Regions from separate parts of the Zea mays genome. Here region 2 is linked to region 1. A link is a contact called in public Hi-C data. All regions are on one chromosome and are shown on one strand. Each heading gives the region's core, a stretch centred on a gene start, on an enhancer-like site or on the middle of the called end of the contact. The rest is flanking DNA. Distances are from core to core; before and after follow the strand shown.

Region 1 (3,179 bases), core at 340-2,839:
CCCCGTCGTGGGGCAGAGCGCCACTGTGGGCGAGCGCCAGGTTGGGGAGATGAGGCTTTGGCCATTGAACGGCTGATGAACGATCAGGATTAGGTGTTGCATACCCATTCGGTTGGGCTCGATCCAGACCATTGATCTGGCGATGTGCGAGTAAGAGTGCATCACGTTCATTTTAAATCGTGTCCGTCCATCGTGGATCCTACGACCGAATTCACATTCTGGTTCGTCGTGATTAGAATCTGATCTTGACCGCATGGTTTAGATCGAATGACTGAGAGCAGCCCGTACCCCTTCATCCATGTATTCTTTCTAAAGAGTCCCTCACCCTTTAGCAAATCAACCCGCGGTCCTCCTTTGCAAAGAACGCAACAAACAGGCCCAAAGTTTTGCGTCAGGCACCCTGGTTTTCCCTGGAATGATGCCCACCACCCAACAGTCGTAAGAAATTCATAAATTGGATAAGTAAATGAATTCTAAACATATAAATAAACCTGTAAATTTAGATAATTCATATCTTTTGCATTTTAACAACAATTTAGGCCGTTCAAATTGCATTAGTATCGTAATAATACTGCCTACATTTTTGTACATTATTTTACCAAGTAGCACGTTTTCAAAAATATATATTAGTTTAACCTATGTGTAGTAGGTTAATCTTGCAAAACCAAGTTAATCAGCCTATAATTATAAGTTGACTAAAATATGATTTCTAATTAAGCTATAACTTAGTTTAAGATTGAATTAGTTATTTCCTTAGAAGATCTTCCTCACATGATTTATACTAATCCACATAGAACATAGTTTCCATGTTTAATCACATAAATCTTCCAAAAACTATATCTTTTCATCCATAACTCCGATTTTAGTAGTTCTTGAACCTGCGACCTCGTAGCATCGCGTAGAATATTCTTACGATGTGTAACACCCAAAAATCTATTTTAGGATTCATAAAAGTTTCTCCAAAAATATTTGAGTTAAAATATCATTTAATAATAGATTCCTTTCTTTTTAAAGTATATCTCCCTAAAATAAATAAATAGTAATATCAAGAGCTTGGTAGTTTAGAACTGAGATTCAGATCTTGAAAGTAAAGTTCAAGTTTAAACTACGGAACAATAAGTAAAAGAAACACTTTCAATATATTTATTATAACTTTATGATTAAATCACTCCTTAGAAATATTTTAATAAAAATAAATAAATAGATCATGGTGAAGATTTTATATTAAATTTCTCCTAAACTAAGTAATGTGTGAATTATTCTCTTATGAATTATGCATATAGAAGCATTTATTTAGGTGAATAATTAACCAATAAATAAATAAAATATATCATGAATTCATGTTGAGGTTCTTTGTTTGCTGCATTTGACTGGTGGTTGAATTTCAAAGCAAATTTGAACTCAAATCTGAAAAATAGAAAATAGAGAAATAGAAAAAAGGAAAGCATTCCTACTGTTGGGCCAAAACTACCTCACCTTGGCCCACTTCCTCTTTACCTGCCACATAGCGCTCAGCCCACGCCAGCCCACTTAAACTGCGCCACAGCTCTGTCGCGCCCACCAGTCCAGTTCGACACCGACAGGCGGGCCCCGGTGGACAGTGTATAGCTCGCGCGCAGCTGGAACGGTCACCGACATGTGGGGCCGGACCGTCAGACCCTTCTCCTAGCTTAGTTTGTTACGATTCATGCGCCATAGATGCCGCGCCTCCCTCCCCGGGTCGGATTTCGTCGGGTCCTATAAAACGTGGGCAATGTGACCATCTATTTCCCCCCACCAATGTGCCCACCGATGTGTGGGTGTGTGAGCCCCGCCGCCACGCCATTAGCCACCGCAGACGACTCGAGCTGGCGCCCTAATTCTTGGTAAAACGTGTCTGCTGCCGCTCGGGGTACGGGATCGGACCTAAGAGCTTCGTGAAGCTTCTCAGATCATGAACGTCGCAATTCCTGGGCGGATTGCACTCCGGGCCACCGGGAATTGCTCGCCGGAGCAATTCCTCCGCCGCGGGAAGACCCCCTAGCGCGGACCATCTCCTCTGCGTCACCATACTAGGTACGAACCATCCCCATTCGTTTCGCCCTCGTGTCCGCGATATGTTGCACCTTCCGGTATGGATTATGGTGCTCGGGGCGGGATTTGGCCGTTGCCGGCGAAGTGCCGCCGGGTAGACTATGTGCGCCGCCGTATCTGGCCACTGTCTTCGGTCGAATGGGTAGAATGGGGTGCGAACTGTTGGATCATCAACAAAGGGAGCAAATTAGGGGAACCGTTAATCTCGGATGAACGCTCTAGATCATATCGTAACATACTAAAGTGTCCGGGCAGATTGGGATCGTTGATGAACGATCGTGGGTCTTGGGCACCTTGTGCGATCTCAGCCGTTGATCTTGAATCCTGGGGGCCTAGTCCCGTACCGGTTCGTTTAAGTTACATTTAATCTGGGCCTTCAGTGCTCGATCCTGCGGCTGTGATCTACCCATACCCCTTCACTGTGACTTTTAGCTAAAAAGACCCTAGGTTTATGTGAATTCAAGACCGCCGTCCATATACGAATTAAAATAAATAGAATTAAATCAGGACTTTGCAAAGACACCCCTGGGACTTATGTTGAGATATAAAATCATTAGTAAAATACCTAGAAACTTTGTATTTCATAACTTTAGCATTTTAACTCTGCTTTTGTTCGTTCAAGTTGCGTTAGTTTCTCAATAAAATTTACTACACAGTGACAAACCTTATTTTGTCAAATCACACACTTTTATGGTTAGGTATTTATTTATCCTATATAGAGTAGATTAATCTTTTATCTAAGTAATCTGACTATAAATATAAGTTGACCAGTAGATGATCTCTAATAAAGTTATAGTTTAGATTAAAATTGAATTAATAATTTCTTAGATTATCTTTCTCACATAATTGGTAGAAAAAAATTAAGGCCTAGTGTTAATTATTTAAATCACTAAAATCTTCCGAAAACCATATCTTCTTAACCGTAACTCCGATTTTAGTGGTTCTTGAGCCTACGATCTCGTAGCACCGCGTAGAATATTTTACGCTGTTTGTTCTCATGTTTGGTGTACTGTTATTTTTATGTGATCCTTGTCTATTTGTATGTATTGCTACGAATAGCGGTGAGGTCACAGAACCTGAAGATCAACTTGGTACCTAGGATCTCG
Region 2 (3,179 bases), core at 445-2,944, 97 kb after region 1:
GATAGGCTTAGGATCTCCTTATTTGTGAGCCATATTTGTTACATATTAGTTTGAGAACCTCATAGGTAGATTCACAGGTAGATTCATAGTAGTTAACAACTCACTATGTAGTTGAGAACCTCACACGTAGATTCATAGTAGTTACATATTTCTCCACAACATAAAAGATAAGAGGGTCATATTTATGAGCTAAAATAATTTTAATAGTCACAACTCACCATCTCCTTTCGATAGGCTTAGGATCTCCTTTTTATAATTTTTTACCATACAATGCAAAATTGTTCTATGGAAGTTACATTGAGCCATATCATGTATTCAACTTAGGATTTGCCTATTTCGATTAATAGTTACATTGAGCCAAATTTTGGTCGTTCGAAATGACCGTTTTCGATATTTGTTATGATTGTTGAGTTGATTCTTGATAGCATCAATATGTATGCACAAGTGTCCCCCGTTGCAACGCACGGGTATATACCTAGTCAAACATAAGAAGTTGCATGTGTCCAGTAAAACCACTTAAAACCAGAGTCACTTGATACGAGACATGCTCAGCCATGCAGGCAACGCCCACTATACGGCGGAACCAAACACGGTCTTTATCACGCTGATAATATTGTGAAACATGCTGCTAGTGACTAGAACCTTTCGTTGTTTTTCATTTCTCACGATCAACATATAGCAGATGAGAGTATATAACACTATAACACACATACAAAGGAACAGAAATAGAAGGACCGTTTTTATATTTCTCGGAATATTGGTGGTCACTGCAACGCAACGGTGTCTTCAACGGCGATATTGACGTAGAGTTTATCATGCTGACAACGTGTCGTGAAGCACACTGCCAGTGACTAGAACCTTTCTTTTTTCCATCTCTCATTAATTATCGACATAGCAGATGAACGAAAGTAGAACACATAGACATAGAAATAGAAAGACTAATTTTTATTTCTCTAAATATTGGTCATCACATACATACGCAGACTAAAAGTTTAGTAGGATGCCACGTGTTAGGGTTTTTCTCCATCTCCTTCGCTTCTTTTCCATGGTAGAGTTCGTATGCTGTACAGCAAAGAGAAACGAAGGCCACCATCCACACCGCGGGATTTGTGGCTAGCTCAGTAGGGGTGGTCACTGGGGAAAACACCGGGAGCAAGTGCTGCCGGGGAAGACGTACGAGTACGACTTGGCGCGAGCAAGCAAACCGTTGCCGTTGCCCTGCCTGCCCTACTACCACCTGAGCAGGCGACCCCTCCACCGGATTTGAATTTGAAAAAAAAACTCGCAGCACGCTCCCTTCCCTCCACCACCGCCCGCCTCCCGGTTGCGGCCGTCGACCACCGAGCGGTCGCCGTACATGCTGGAGTGGACGCGGCGCGGACACGACGAGGTCGCCGAGCTGCACCTGCACGCTCGCTCAAAACGAACCAGGTCAGGTCCGTCCACACCCGCGCCCGCCAGCCCGCATCCGCGGACGAGAGCGGAAGCGAACTGAACTCTCCCGAACCAGCCAGCCAGAGCCAGCCCACCACGCGGCCACGTCCCACTGTACGGGTCAGTCCGCACTGGTGCACCCGCACCCGCACCCGCACCCGGGAAGGGCGACGCGAGTCAGTCAGGCTGGGTGCGACGAGTCGGGTGCGGCGCACTCGGTGCCCGTGCCCTTGCCTTCGTGCACCCCGCTGCGCTGGTGCCCCAGCCCAGTGCTTGTGCTTCTCCTCCCTCCCACCCATCCACCCATCATCATCTCGACCTCTTCCCCCAACTCCTCGCCGCCGCCACTTGCCGGTAGGGTTTGCGAGCCCATCCCGCTCCAATCGCCCGCCGCCGCCGCGAGATCGGCGGCTCCCATCCCAGATTCGTTCCCGCCCACGCCAGCGCGCCGCATCCGATACCCGTCCCGTTGGCCCGCGACTCGCGAACGAGGATGCCTCAGTAGGGCGCGCGCGTGTCGAGCTAGGGTTGTCGCGTCCGAGGCCATGGACACCGCCGCGGGCCCGGGGCCCCGGGACGGCCCCGATCGGACGCCGCAGGGGCCCGGCGCCTCCCCCGAGGAGGCCGCCGCTGATGGCGTGAAGACGGACATCGCAGGTGGGGCGGAAGCGCTTGCAGCGGCAGGCGCGGCCGGTGAGGCCGATCCGGGTGGAGGCGCCGCTGCGGCGGGGCGTGGGGGTGACGCGGAGGCCTCGGCGAGCGAGCCCACGGCGGAGGAGGTTAACGAAGGCTGCGGCGGCGCCGCTGCTGCTGCGGGCGGAGATCGCCCCGCCGCGCCCGAGGCGGATGCGGACGGCGGCGCGGGCAAAGGGCGGTCTGCTGTGCACGCGGTGAGTGAGGTGGAGCAGGGCCAAGGCATTGCGGGGGCAGCGCAGGATGTGGATCCCGCGGTGTTTGAGGTGAAGAAGATGGACGTGAGCGAGGGTGGCGACGCAAGCAAGCAGAATCAGCACTCTCCGTCTTGTACGGCCAGCGAGGTGGATGTGGGGATCGTTCCTGTGGCAGTGCGAGATTTGGATCCTGTGGGGTCTGAAGTGATGATGGAGGTGGACGACGGCCATGTCAGGGAACAAGAGCGCGCGGGAGTGGCTGTGGCGGGCAGCGAGTTTAAGATGGAGGAAGCTGATGGAAGAGTGGTGCATCAAGGGTCTGCTGCCACATCTGCTGGGGGCCTTCAGGCGCGAGCCGAGGAAGTGGGAGAGTGCTTGGTCGGCCGTTACATTGGCCGCAACGCGCCAATGCAAGCGGGGATCCTTATTGGGAAGGTTGCATCCTATGATAGCACAGCTGGCATCTACAGCGTGGTGTTTGAGGATGGACATAATGAGGATTTGGAGCTTCCTGAGCTCCACGAGTTCCTCATGCCCGACAAGAATGGCACGTTAGGCATGAGTGTGAACTGCAGGAAGAGGAAGCTGGGCCTGCTGGTTTTGTCGGGGAGTGTCTCGGAGGTGAAAGAGCCAGCAAGTACTAGACAGAGGGTTGACGGATGCGAGATGCCTGCCAACACTGATGCACTGCGGTATAGTGGGTCTGGCTCGGATATGTCCGAGGATATCGAATCTTCGAGTAATTCATCCGATTTCACTAAAGAAGAACCATCTGAGCCGTGTCCTCCTGTACAGGCTGTGGAGTTGCCCCCGTCATCGGGAGACATTCATGTGCCAGAAGATTCCATAAGCTAT

Evidence for each region. Hi-C and Micro-C count contacts between places; a contact is called where the count stands out from the background.
Region 2: a Hi-C map of leaf shows a contact between it and region 1, with 6 times the contacts expected there. The contact joins the promoter of LOC103647086 here to the enhancer-like site in region 1. A contact is called at or near these places in 4 of 25 Hi-C or Micro-C datasets (bundle sheath, endosperm, leaf and 1 more).

What each region holds. Positions count from the first base shown.
Region 1 is chr2:148,818,627-148,821,805 of Zm-B73-REFERENCE-NAM-5.0, forward strand. No RefSeq gene overlaps it. Among protein-coding and RNA genes, the nearest start is that of LOC107303347, 56 kb to the left of the region's middle. Within about 2 kb of position 1,590, at least 16 of the 20 cell types and tissues checked have an H3K27ac peak or open chromatin away from gene starts, as enhancers often do. A contact at or near this core is called in bundle sheath, leaf and tassel, where this site is marked.
Region 2 is chr2:148,915,879-148,919,057 of Zm-B73-REFERENCE-NAM-5.0, forward strand. LOC103647086 (DDT domain-containing protein PTM) reads left to right here and starts at 1,695. Exons shown (of 9, transcript XM_008671643.3): 1 at 1,695-3,179. The coding sequence starts at 1,980.